3 separate regions of the Sus scrofa genome follow, and regions 1 and 3 are each linked to region 2. Evidence: chromatin contacts called from public Hi-C data. All regions are on one chromosome and are shown on one strand. The core of a region is the stretch at or near the end of the contact, and the rest is flanking DNA. Distances in the headings are between cores, read along the strand shown.

Region 1 (4,496 bases), core at 1,714-4,213, 480 kb before region 2:
AGTTGTCATCCTTTAGACAGTAGTTATAGCTGTGAGATTAGAGAACTAGATGGAAAAGGGAAAAGGTCCTAGGCACTCTAATGCTCCTCAGAGGTTGGAGTGGGGAAAACCCAGTAAACGAGAACAGGAAAGGAGGGCCAGGGAGAGGTAGAAAACCAGGAGAGTGAAGCATCCTATCCTGGTGGCCAAGTGGATAAAGTTTCTGAAGGAGAGCAATCCACTGTGTCAATGATGCACGTAGGCTGAGTAAAATAAGGAGAAATGACCCCTGGACTCAGCCCCATGGAGGAACGTGGCAAGAGTGGTTCCGGCACAGAGGAAGAGTCAGTCTGATCGGAGAGGACTGTGTAGTGAATGCAAAGAGAAAGTTATATAGTAATTCAAGACTCACATTTTGAAAGACCCTCTCTGTAAAATGAGGTGTCAAACACAAAGAAACCCTCCAGCGTTCCATGATCTTGGAGAAGTTATGCTTTCATAGTGTCAGTTATTTTGAAGAATTTTATATGAGATGTAAAAATGTACCACATTAGAGATAATTTTTCCATGTTAACAGAATCCCAGGCTATCAAAAACTGGGTCAGAGGTAGGCCCTGCTTTCCCCAAGGTCCAGAAAACTGTATCTTGAAGGCAATAAAATGAACTTGTCGCTACCCTTTGCTCTGGAGAGGGATACGGGTGTCTCTGAGTAACCTCAAGAGAGGCTTATGAGACAGGCATCATCGAGTCAACAATAATAATGCTTCATATAAATTGAAGTTCTTTGGTGGTCCATCAGGTTAAGGATTTGGCACTGTGGAGTTCCCATCATGGCTCAGTGGTAACCAACCTGACTAGTATCCATGAGGACACGGGTTTGATCCTTGGCCTTGCCCAGTAGGTTAAAGGATCCATTGTTGCCGTGAGCTGTAGCTGTAAGTCGAAGATGTGGTTTGGATCCCACAACGTTGTCGTGGCTGTGGTATAGGCTGGGAACTGCAGCTCTGATTCAACCCCCAGCTCCAGGAACTTCTTCCATATGCTTCAGGTGTGGCCCTGAAAAAAAAAAAAAAAAAAAAAAGGATCTGGCATTGTTACTGCTGTGCCTTGGGTTGCTGCTGTGGTGTGGGTACGATTCCCTGGCCTGAGAACTTCCATATGCCCTGGGCACAACCAAAAGAAAAAAAAAAAAAGGCCTCATGTAAATGATCCTCATGTAAATGACTGCTCTTCACTGACACAGGAGCTGCCCTCTGCCCTCTGCAGAAAGGGGCATTTGGGTGGGTCAATCCACAAAACGATAGCAAGATCTTGCTCTAATCATACCTTTTTGACTGGCCTATTCCACTTTTCTGGGGATTCTGCTATTGTAAGAATGAATTACTATGCTTTAAAAAGCTTCATACTGTACAGTATACATGCCATAGTTAGTGTCTATGGGGGAAAAAAGCATAAGCCTGTTGGTCATGAACTCTCTTTTACATTACTTTTATGGAAAATTCTTGTGGTGCTCTACCTCCAGGACTTTTTCCAAAATTTTTTTTCCCAAAATTTAAAACCCTGTGAAGTCTAATGGTCATAGGACTGTCACAAATGTTAACACGGAGCCAAGGCACTAAAGCCAAGAGTTTTGAACAAATGCTTGTCATCTCCTGCAAAAGAGCAACCTCAAGGGCTAGAGTACTCTGATTGGGATATTGCTCACCTGGAACTTCTCCAACTCACTGGTGACCAGGGCCTGGGCTTGAGCCAGAGGTGCATGGCAGCGCTCGATGCACTGATGCACCTGCTGCATGGATGCCTGGCTGTCCTCACAGCAGCCAGCACTGCACCGGAACATGAGGCCCTGTGGAAGGAGGGCAGAGAGAGATTAGGTAGGGAAGCCTCCAGGGCAGAGATGACCAAGGAGTGCAATAGAGGCCAGGAGTGTCTATACCTGTACCTCTCCTTATAACAGATTTCAGGGCCTTAAAACCATGAATGGAAATATTATCCTTGGTGCCCAGTGGAGTACCTCACCGCCTCCTTGCTGCTAACTCATTGGCACTTGTGGTATTGAAGGCTGAGTGGACAGGGAAGGTGGCGAAGGTCAGATAAAGCCAAGTTCTGAAAACGAGGAGCCTATATCACAGGATTCAGAGGTCAGCAACCTAGTAACCTACTCCCACCAGGGGGCAACTGGTCTACTAATTGACTCCAGGGTCACCTTTACAAGGGAAACTCACAATTCGGTTAGGAAAGAAGGACCAACAGCCACAAAACATTTAGGGGATCAAAGCAGAACAGCATATAAGCTGTGGAGCCGGGTTCGATGCAACAGAACCGGGCATGACCTGGCCATTGAGAAGGCCTAGCGCTTTCGCCTTTCCGGTCTTTCGCCTTTGGCCATGCTCTTTTTCCGGCCTCGGGCTGCTCACCTGCAGAAGGGGCCGCGAAAAAGGGGGAGGTGCGGGAGGCCGAACGCCTCACACGAGAGACTTTTAACCCTGGTCCCGGAACACCCCTCCCCCCGCCTGGTCTAGGGGACAAACGGCCTTGCGCGTGGCAAGAGCGCACAGATTTCATCCGCTCAGTCGAAGCTTCAGAGGTTTTGTCTGAGGACGCCGCGACGACCCCAGGGACATCGCGACCCGGGTGTGCGGGGAGGAGGGCACTGGTGCTGGATATGGCGCAGCGGCTGCGGGAAGGGGCCAGGAGTTCCGGACCGCTGGGGCTCCCCCCTCGATCGGCCTCCGCCCGGCTACCTGCATCTTCCGGATGTTCTCTCTCTCCAGATTCTTCACCATGGAGTCCACTGCCTCCTGCACCCGGAGCTGCTGCAGCTCCGCCATGGCGACCCCAGCTGCTCCCTGCCGCGCCGGCGCCCACATGGACTCAGGCGCACCGGCCCGCCCGCTCCGCGCAGCTTCGCGGGTCACAGCGGCGCGTCCTTCCAAGAGCCCACGCCGCCGCCTAGCGTCCAGAGAGGAGCAACTGCACGCCAGGAGGCCTGCTCCCGCCCCACTCCCTGGCCCCGCCCCCATGCGTCAGCGACGCTTCCCCCCCCCCCCCCCCCCGGTTGTTTGGGCTTCTTCATTTTGCCCGCCCACCTCTGTCCTCTGCGAGAGCTCAGGGAAGGTTATTTCCTCTTTCTCTGCCTTCTGTCCCTCTCCCTTTCCACTAAAATTCTTTAAAGATATTTAATGTAAGTAACATATAGTAAGTGCGAAGGTCTTAGGTGTAAACAGCTTGATGAGTTTTAGCAAATCTTGCCCTTTCCTAACCTCTGTCCATTCTCTCCCTATTCCCTCACTCCTGACCCCAGGCAGCCACTGATCTGCTTTCTATCACTAGGGATTACATTTTCCCTTTCTAGAATAATTTATATATATAAAATATTATATATATATATATCTCGTTAATATGTACTTTTTGGGGGCCTGGCCTCTTCACCTAAACATAATGCTTTTTATTTTTTTTATTTTTTGGTCTTTTCTGGGGCTGCACCTGCAGCATCTGGAGGTTCCCAGGCTAGGGGTCCAATCAGAGCTATAGCTGCCACCTACACCACAGCCACAGCCAAAGCCAGATCTGAGTCACATCTGCGACCTACACCACAGCTCATGGCAACGCCAGATCTTTAACCCACTGAGCAAGGCCAGGGATTGAACCCGCAGCATCATGGTTCCTAGTCGATTTGTTAACCGCTGAGCCATCATGGGAACTCCAAGAGTGCTTTTGAGATTGAACCATATCTTCAGTTCTTTTTTTGCTGCTGAATCCTGTTGAATGGACATACTACAATTTGTTTTTCCACTCCCCTGTTGGTGGACTTTTGGGTCTTTACCAGTTATTAGCTGTTTTTTTTTTTTTTTTTTTTTTTAAATTTTTAGGGTTGCACCTGCAGCATGTGGCAGTTCCCAGGATAGGGGTCAAATCAGAGCTACAGCTGCGGGCCTACACCACAACTCACAGCAATGCCAGATCCCTGATCCACTGAACGAGGGCAGGGATTGAACCTGCATCCTCATGGATACTAGTTGGATTAATTTCTGCTGAGCCAAAAGGAACTCCCAGCTGTTCTGAATAAAATGGTGACTAAGAACATCCTTGAGCAAGTCTTTTGTAGGCATAGATTTCCATTTCTCTTGGGTCAATATCTAGAAGTGAAATTGAAACAGGAGGAAAGGGGGATGAGGCATAACCTTTGAGAGAATGGCCTAGCCCTTGAGGATATTGCAGGAACCTATTGGAACCAACTAGGGCCAAGATGGTGGATGATTCGACTTCCAATGGACCTTAAGCCTCATTATTCGGTCATTGTAATACACTGGCTTGCTAAATGACATGCTCATAGGTGACATGATAGTTTCAAGGCCCACCATAAAAGGCCAAAAAGTGGGCAGTGGCCTAATTCCTGGAAATCCTCACCCCTCTTCCCCTAATAGTTGAAATAATCTTTCCACTCATTAGCCTATGAAGTTACCCAGCCCATAAAAATTCACTACATAGGACTTCCATTGTGGCACAGCAGGTTA
Region 2 (4,756 bases), core at 1,271-3,770:
TGAAGTGAAAAAAATAAGAAGATATATACTAGACAGTAACAATTCTGTAAGATTACATATACACAGAAACATAACTAGAAAAAAGACTAGGAAGGGACTGAGAATTTGGGGTTAATAGATGCAAAGTATAGCCTTTGGAATGGATAAGCAACAGGATCCTGCTGTATAGCACTGGGAACTATGTCTGGTCCCTTGTGATGGAACATAATAATGTGAGAAAAAAGAATGTATACATGTATGTGTGACTGGATCACCTTGCTGTGCAGCAGAAAATTGACAGAACAATGTAAATCAGCTATAATGGAAAAAATAAAAATCAATATTAAAAAAAATTTTTAAAGAAAAAAGACTAGGAGGATACATGCAAGAATTCAAGAGTCTTCCCCCCCACCCCCCCCACCCTGGCACAGTGTGTTAAGAATCCGACTTCAGCAGCAAGTGTAGCAGGGGAGGTACAGGGATTGATCCCCATCTCCGCACAGTGGATTAGAGGATCAAACGTTACTGCTGCTGCGGAGAACTTCCATATGCCACGGGTCTGGCCATTAAAACAAAAAAGAGGAGTTCCCGTCATGGCGCAGTGGTTAACGAATCCGACTAGGAACCATGAGGTTGAGGGTTCGGTCCCTGCCCTTGCTCAGTGGGTTAACGATCCGGCGTTGCTGTGAGCTGTGGTGTAGGTTGCAGACGAGGCTCGGATCCTGCGTTGCTGTGGCTCTGGCGTAGGCTGGCAGCCACAGCTCCAATTAGACCCCTAGCCTGGGAACCTCCATATGCCACAGGAGCGGCCCAAAGAAATAGCAAAAAGACAAAAAAAAAAAATGAAAAGCATGATAGTTCATGAAAAGAATGATAATTTGTGGCAGTTATGTTTGCAATATAGGTGTTTCCCTTTTTAACCCTTTCTCAATTTCCCAGGTATGTTAATTTCATTATTATAAAGAAGAATAGGTCATTAGTTTTTAAATAGTAGATAACACCAGGACAAGTTTTCTGCAAAAAGCAATTCCTTCCTGGTGGGACAGCCCAACTTAAAATGCAAAATATTGGGTCAGAATCCTGGTTAAGGACCCATCACATCAGATCACAGTGTTTATCATAAAGTGCTCCCAGCAGGAGTTCCCATCGTGACTCAGAGGAAATGCATCTAACTAGTATCTATGAGGATGCGGTTTCAAGCCCCAGCCTCACTCAGTGGGTTGGGGAGCTGTGGTGTAGGTCACAGACCCGGCTTGGATCTGGAGCTCTGGTTAGACCCCTAGCCCGGGAACTTCCACATGCCTCGTGGGGTGGCCCTAAAAAGCAAAAAAAAAAAAAAAAAAAAAAAATTGCTCCCAGCTTCACCTTAGGTCTACTATTCTTGCTTGTTCCTTTTTCCTCACACCTGTTCCCAAGCAAAGCTCTGAGTTAAGCGACCGGGGCTACTTTTCTAAGGGACCCAAGAATGTGCAGGAACAGCCCCCAGCAGAAATTCCTCCTCAAGTCCCAGGCCAGAATGTGCGCCCTCCCTCTTGACCAGGACTCACCCTTCGTCTCTAGGATCGCCCAGGGCAGCAGCCCTACCCCCAAACTGCAAAGGGCGGAGAGGTTTGGGGTCTTAGTTAGCAATACTAAACGCTACCAGTAGATGGCGCTCCGACTCCGCCCACGGAGCATCCCTGTTGGTGATTTACCGTGTACCCGCCAGACTGGAAAGCAGTCACTTTCTACCTCCTGCCAAGGGGTTGAGTGGGAGTCTGAGTGCGCCCCGAGGAGTTGTAATTCTTTCCTTAAAGTTAAGGAAAAGAGTAACTTCCATTAGGTCCTCTCTCCCTCGTCCCAGTGGTGCTTCCCAGGGAGAGGGCAAGGCCCCAAGCACCCGTGCAACGCAGGAGGCGGTGAGGTGTCAGCCACTGCCAGGCTCTGAGGTTTAAAGCACCTGCCAAGGGGAGACGTTTCTGAAGTTGTCAGGGGCCCCCTCGGTCCTCACGAAACCCGCTTCCTGCACCCGTGCAAGGGGGTCACAGGTGAGGCGACGTCCCAGCGCGGGGGCAGGGGAACACGAGCGGCCCTGGAGAGGTTGAGGTCGCCCCAGGCCCTGAGAGCGGGGAGTGGGCGCCCGGAATCCCAAAGGTGTCAGGAAGGGGTGGTGAGCCTGGGGGGACCCAGGAAGAAGGCAGCCGAGTCCCGGGGCGGGGACCCCACAGGGCCGGCGCTCACCCGTTCGCGCTCCTTAGCGTTGGCCACGCGCCGTCGCTCCAGCACCAGCTGCAGGTCCTCAATGGACGAGTAGCCGCCCGACGGCAGCCGCTTGAGGCGGCAGATGGCGGCCAAGTGGGGCAGCGGCCCGAACTGCTCCCGGAGCGCTTCCTCCAGCACCTCAGCCGGCGGGGTGCCCAGGAGCGCGGGCGAGGCGTCCATGGCGGCGCTCCGGGGGGCGGCGAGCTGCCGGGCCTGACCTCCCGGGCACCTGGGGCTACACGCGGCCGGGGGCGGGGGCCCGGGCCACCTGCCCCCAACCCCCTGCGCGCCTGCGCACCTGCCCGGCCCGAGCTCGGGAAGCCGCTCTGCGACCCTCTGTTTAACAAGCTCCCCAGGTGATTTCCGTGAAGCCTGGATTACACCGATGGCTCGCAAATCGGGCAGCACACTGGGGTCACCTGGGGAGTTTTTAAAAATCCACATGCCCGGGTACCGGATCCCCAAATTCTGATTCAACCAATCTGAGTCCAGGCCTGAGGTTCTGCAGAAGGTATGCAATTCACGTATAAACATATGAAGCCTACTAGAAAAAAAATTGATGGATACACACAAAATTTGGGGGCGGGGGTTAGGGCCGCACCCTCGGGGCATGTGGAGGTTCCCAGGCTAGGGGCCCGAGTGGAGCTGTAATTGCCGGCCTACGCCACAGCCACAGCCACAGCCACAGCCACGCCAGATCCTTAACCCACTGAGCGAGGCCAGGGATGGAACCCGCATCCTTACGGATACTCGCTGGATTCATTTCCGCTGGGCCACAACGGGAACTCCCAAAACGTTTTAAAAATTCATCTTGAAGTAAATGAGTTGTAAGAGCAGTAGCAAAGAGGTCCTGTATTCTCTTCACCTAGATTCTCGACTAGTTAACTTTTCTCACATGTGCTTCATCACTCCATTTCTCTCTATAGAATAGTCCCATTTTCCATATTCCTTTTCTAAAGCATTTCCTTGGTCTTGCCCTGTCTTCATGACATTTGACAGTTTCAGAGAGTAGAAGCTTTGCAGGCTATAGGATGTCCTTCCACCTGGGTCTGTCCAGAGTTTCCTCATGTCCAGACCCAGGTCCTGCCCTCTTAGCAGGGACACCAGAGAAGAGATGATGGGGTTTTCTCAGGGCCTCACATCACCTGTCCCACTAATGGTGAGGTTAACCTTGATCAAGATGGTGTCTGCCAGTTTCCCTCACCATAAATTGACCTTTTTTCCCTTTTAGTTGATAGATATTTTGTCAGTGTCCTTAGCATCCATGACTGACTCCTGCCTGAATTAACCACCACTCTGATATTGACCAAATGGTTGGCATCCTCCTTTAGGGAAGAGCTCTCCCTTCTGTCAGTTATTGATTCAATTTGTGTTTATGTGTGAGCTCATGCATTTCTATTTTTTATTCAAAAAGATGTAATTCATTCATATTATTATTTATTTTAATGCTCAAGTTGTCCCAGATTTTGCCTGCAGGTGCCCCTTCAGGCTGATTCCTCTGTCCTTTTGACATGACCCCATCATGCTTGGAGTACTTTCTGGCTTGTGTGAAAAAGATACAGCATATGCCAGGATCATCTCGAATTTTCCTAGCCCCTGCCCTGGCATCAGTCAATTCTCCTTTTAGTGGAAGATGGGATTTAGAAACCAAATTTGGATGCTTGAGCGTTCACTCCTTTAGGGGATGTCATTGCTTCTAGGCTTTTTTTTTTTTCTTTTATGTTCCCAGGCTAGGTGTCCAATCAGAGCTGCAGCTGAGGCCTTCGCCACAGCAACACCAAATGGAGCCACATCTTCAACCTACACCACAGCTTGCAGCAATGCCAGATCCTTAATCCACTGAGCAAGGCTAAGGATCAAACCTGTATCCTCACAGAGACAGCATTGGGTCCTTAGCCTGATGAGCACAATGGGAACTCCACTTCTAGACTCTTTTGCAGACAAGAAATACTCATACACAAGCATACAGCATATACAGACATACAGCTAAATCTATCTGTCTATCTATATAGATGGATGGACATATTTTAAAAGCATGAGTTCACACTAATACCTCTAATTCCAAACCCAAAACTTATATTTCTCTCTAGTTTCTCCCTCTCCTTATTTGTAATTCCCTTCCCCAATAGCGAGAAACTTGATTCCAGTTACCCTCAGTATATTTACCTATTTTCTCAGTTCCCACATATAACTCAATTCTTAGCCCCATCAGACATCTACTCAGCCCCATCTCCTCCTCAGCTCCCGCCATGGCCACTGCCTTCAAGGGAAGGGCCAGGGGAAGAGAACCGATCACACCAAATGCTTAATGGAGGTTCCCTTGAGCAGGCCTGGGAAGGGGGAGATTTGATCTGTGCCTCCCATCTTCTGTATTTCTGGAATTGTCATAATAAGAATGTCACTTGTAATTTTTAAAATATATTTTTAGGAGTCCCCACTGTGGCTCAGCGATAAGGAATGCCACCAGTATCCATAAGGGTGCAGGTTTGATCCCCGGCCTCACTCTGTGGGTTAAAGATCTGGTGTTGCTGTGAGC
Region 3 (4,379 bases), core at 1,499-3,998, 260 kb after region 2:
AATAAAGAAAATAGAATTTACCAGGATGAGTTGAATTTAAAATTTAAGATTAAAATGTATATGAGAAACATACCTATTTTCCCTAGGAGCAACTGTTCAGTATTTGCTAATTTAGTGTTCTGTGTGATTTTATGGACCATAATCACTGTGAATAATGAAAATCACTGTAATTATTCATAGCGAGATAACAGAAGAATATAGAAAACAATTATTTGGGTGGAGCGTAGGCAGTGGCAGACTTCAAGAAGATTTTGAAATTGGGACCTCACCAGGCACATAAGGTACGGAAAAGGCTTTCAAGAAGAGAGAAGAGCACCTATAGGGAGAGGACCAGGTTGTGAAACGAACAGTTAGTTAGGAAATGGCATTCTAGAAGGCCTAGAGCAGCAGGAGATGAAGCCAGAATACTGGGCCACAGAGCTTCTCCGGGCTCTGTACACAACTTATACTGCAGAACCTCTCCTGCATCTAATTCTTGGTTTACAGGTGTCTCTCCCATGATACTATGAGCTCTTTAAAAGTAAAGTATCTATGAAGAAATCAATAGCTACAGTGCTCTAAATTTGCAAACAAGAACTTTCTAAACAAAACCACAAACAAAAAGGCTGTACAAAAATAACTTTGTTTTCAACTGCAGCCTTATAATATCCCACAATAGTGACCAACTCATAGGTTTGAAATTTGTCTAGGACTCTTATTTGATGACTGCTAATAGTTCTGTCATAAATTCTTTTTATTGTTCTATACACCTGGGCATTTGTTAGAACAGTTTTAAGACCTTCCTCTTTTCAGTGTGATTTCCTGTATTAACAAGGATCAAACATATGGTCCATTAGACAATGCTGCCTCCTCAAAGATTCCTTTTAATTCACTCTATTAGACTTATTTCTCTATATACAAGATACAATCTTACCATAGTAAAATACAAGGAAGCATATTGATATATATGTCACAAATAGTGTAAGGAAAAAATAAGAATTTTTCACAAAAGCTTGCAAAATTCTGGCCAAAACACAGTGGAGATGATGTTAAACTCACTGCTTACATCGCCCCACTAAAAACTAGAAAAACCAATTTCAATTCACATAAAGTCATGGAACTAAGCACTGTTAGAATCTACAAGGTTTTGTACACGTGTGTGTTCTTTCTCCCTCACCCCATCCCCACGCACACAGGCTAAAGGACCCATCAGGCTTAACCCAATACTTCAATTTCCTCCATCCCTACCAACAAAATCCTCACTGTCAAACAAATACACTAATATTTTCAAAACTCTAAAGTCTCAATCAAAACTGAGTACAATAAGTTACCTTTTCCTCATAAAATTCTTGGCATATTTTATTTAGGCACAACATAATTGGTACTTCTATCTAGAAACATATGGATAGAACCAACACTATTGAAATCCAAACTGATAACTATGAAGGTGAACACAAATTGTGAAAGGGGAATAAACAATGCTGTTTTTAAACAGAGTCAATGCTATATTATCCACAGGCTGAGTGAGATCAAATCACATTGTGCAATACAGCTAATGTGTATCCTATATGTTATGACAAAGTAGGATGGTCAAGTCCTTACTTACCCTGCAAACTCTAGAAGCGCCGTTAAGCTGTTTCAAGTATAATCCAATTCTATCTACTTAAAAATAACATTTAAAATTTCTTGCTGCCAATAACCCTTCTCGTCTGCATGTTCAAAAATTATTACCAAAACAACTGTAATGGGACAAAGATTCCGGCAAGGATATAATGATCAGATGCCTTTTTAAGAAAGGCAAGAATGGTTTACCATTAACAAAACCGATTAAAAGTTCCCAACCTTGCAAAGTTCCCTGTACAGTGTATTCTTCCTCTCTCGCGTTCACCTTCCAGCTGCCTGTAAGGGGCGAGTGGAAAATGTTAGTTTCCATGAAAGGTGAGAATGAAATTTAGGGGGGTGGGAAGGAGTAAAGGACTTACTGGCTGAAAGGAAGAGAAGTGGCCAAGGTTCCTAACTCAAATTAGGTGTCAAGAAAGAGGACTAGAGTAGCAGAGGAAGCAGAAGGAGTTTAAGAAAAGCAAATAATGCGGGGGGGGGGGTCCGGGGGCGCCTTGAATGGGGGAGGGGCGAACGTGCGCGACTCCTCCCCCTTCCTATCTCTGGGAAGAGGACGCGAGGAGGCAGTACTAGCCAATTTGCTTAGCAGTGTAGCACCGGGGCAGTTAAGAGGACTCGCAAGACAGAGATTTTAGTCCGTTAGAAGGGGATTAAGAGGGTTCAGGGAAGTTGAGGGTGGAAGACTAGTGCGCCTGTTGGGGGAGAAAGGGACTAAAGACCGCCCAGCACCCCCGAGGAACAGGGGCTGATCCCAGCGACCGCCCCTTCTCGCCGATGACTGCGACATGGGACCTGTCTGCTAACCCTCCCCTCAGGAGCTCAGGAAGCCGCGCGCAGCCCCTCACAATCCCGACGGCGGCGGAAAAGGAGGCGCAGGGCACCCCCAGAGTCGACAGAACGGCGCTTCCCTCAGGTTTCCTCCCCGGCAGCCCGGGCGACCGAGCCCACCTGGGCAGACCAGAAGCCTCTCCTCCAGACCGTACTCCGATACTCCTCCGAGAACTTCAGCCGTTGCCGCAGAGGTCGCGGTCGCCAGAACAGTCCGGCCTCTAGTACCAAAGCGTGAGCCACAGGACCCGAGGAGCGCTGCTGCCACTCGCCAGGTTACCTCTTACACCACACTAGCTCCTCACCCCGCCCCCGAACCGAAGCCATTGGTTGCTGGGCACCGCCCCATTCGTCTATTGGACGTAGGAGGATGCCGCTCAGTCGCCTAGAACGGCACGTGTGCTTCTTATTGGTCTAAACGTGAAGCAATTCCCGCCCCCTCCCTCAGAAGTTCCAGCTTCCGATTGGTATTAATGTCTGTCTTTTCGCTCCCTTGGTTCTTTCCCTAGGGATGGAGCGTCGCCTTGCGAGAGACATGAGCTCTGATTGGCTGAAAAGACGCTACGCTAGTCCAGGATCGGCCCTGGGCCAGGGATCCCTCTGGCCCCCACGTGGGGGAGGAGCCCAAGGCGCAGCACCTCTGGGTTTGTTTACACAAGCTCTTGCTCCGGTTTCCTTCCATTGGCTGAGCCAGCAGCTCCTCCCACCGGTTGCGCCACTCAGTCTAGCGAAGAGGGGCCTGTGGGCGGACCTCAGTGGGATTTCCCCAGCTGTCAATTACCAAGGGAGGTGCCTTGAGCAAAACTGACTTAAAACTGAAGCAGCCTCTGTTGTGGAAATTTGGGGAGTAGGGCTCCTTGGAAAGGCTGGAGGGAAGCAGAAGGACTCCCACATTTCTAGAGACAAATCCTGCTTCTTGAGTGTTTTAAAAAATAAAACCTTACTTTCCCTTTGGACTTAAGTTGTCCAATCGTTGCTTCTAAGGACTTTGAATTTTATTCTTCTGGAAATGGGAATTTCTCCTTTTTCTTTTTTTGTAACTTGAGCCACAGCAGTGACAATGAGTTCTCCCTCCTCGAAGCGTATCTCTTTTATTTTTACTGTGGTAAGATACACATAACATAAATTTTTACTGTTTTAGATATTTTAACTACACGTTTCAGGGGCATTAAGTATATTCACATTATTGTGCAACCGTCCCCACTCTCTACCTCCAGAATGATTTCATCATCCCAAACTGAAATTCTGCACCCATTAAACAATAACGTCCCATCTCCTCTTCCCTCATCCCCTGGAAATCACCATTCTATGTTTTGAGTCTATGAGTTTGACTCTTGTAGATACTTTATATAAGTGGAGTTATGCAATATTTGTCCTTTTGTGTATGACATTTCACTAAATATAATATCTTCAAGGTTCACCCATGTTAGAGCACTATAGCATGTATCAGAATTTCATTGCTTTTTAAAGCTGAATATTTAATTGTGTACCACCTTTTATTTATCCATTAACCTGCCAATAGAGTTTGAGTATTGTGAGTAATGCTATTATGGTTGTATATGTTTATATCCTTTCATTCCTTCAGTTCTTTTAGGTATATACTCAGAAGAAGAATTGTTGGGTCATATGGTAATTCTATGTTTAATTTTTGGAGGAACCACTGTTTTCTACAGAGGCTACAACATTTTACATTCTCACTGTTAGTGAACAAGTTTCCCAATTTCTCCACATCCTGCCAACCCTTGCTATTTCCTGATTTTTTTTTTTTGAATAGTAGCTATTCTAATGAATGTGAAGTGGTATCTCATTATAGTTTGGGTTTACATTTTTCCAATTACTAGTGATGTTGAGCACATTTTCATGTGCTTTTTGGACATTTGTATATCTTCTCTGGAGAAATATCTATACAAATCCTTTGCACATTTTAAAATCAGGTTGGTTTTGTTGTTGTT

Evidence for each region. A called contact is a pair of places that touch in the nucleus more often than the background predicts.
Region 1: a contact with region 2 is called in a Hi-C map of epiblast stem cells, with 3 times the contacts expected there. The contact joins the promoter of FAM136A here to the promoter of FIGLA in region 2. A contact is called at or near these places in 3 of 47 Hi-C or Micro-C datasets (embryonic fibroblasts and epiblast stem cells).
Region 3: a contact with region 2 is called in a Hi-C map of epiblast stem cells, with 2.5 times the contacts expected there. The contact joins the promoter of PAIP2B here to the promoter of FIGLA in region 2. A contact is called at or near these places in 2 of 47 Hi-C or Micro-C datasets (embryonic fibroblasts and epiblast stem cells).

What each region holds. Positions count from the first base shown.
Region 1 is chr3:72,189,385-72,193,880 of Sscrofa11.1, reverse strand. FAM136A (protein FAM136A) reads right to left here and starts at 2,963. Exons shown (of 3, transcript XM_003125051.6): 1 at 2,724-2,963; 2 at 1,685-1,825. The coding sequence starts at 2,849.
Region 2 is chr3:71,707,346-71,712,101 of Sscrofa11.1, reverse strand. It overlaps FIGLA (factor in the germline alpha), which reads right to left and starts at 2,520. Exons shown (of 5, transcript XM_005662486.3): 1 at 2,200-2,520. The coding sequence starts at 2,400.
Region 3 is chr3:71,451,122-71,455,500 of Sscrofa11.1, reverse strand. PAIP2B (polyadenylate-binding protein-interacting protein 2B) reads right to left here and starts at 2,748. Exons shown (of 4, transcript XM_013996061.2): 1 at 2,548-2,748.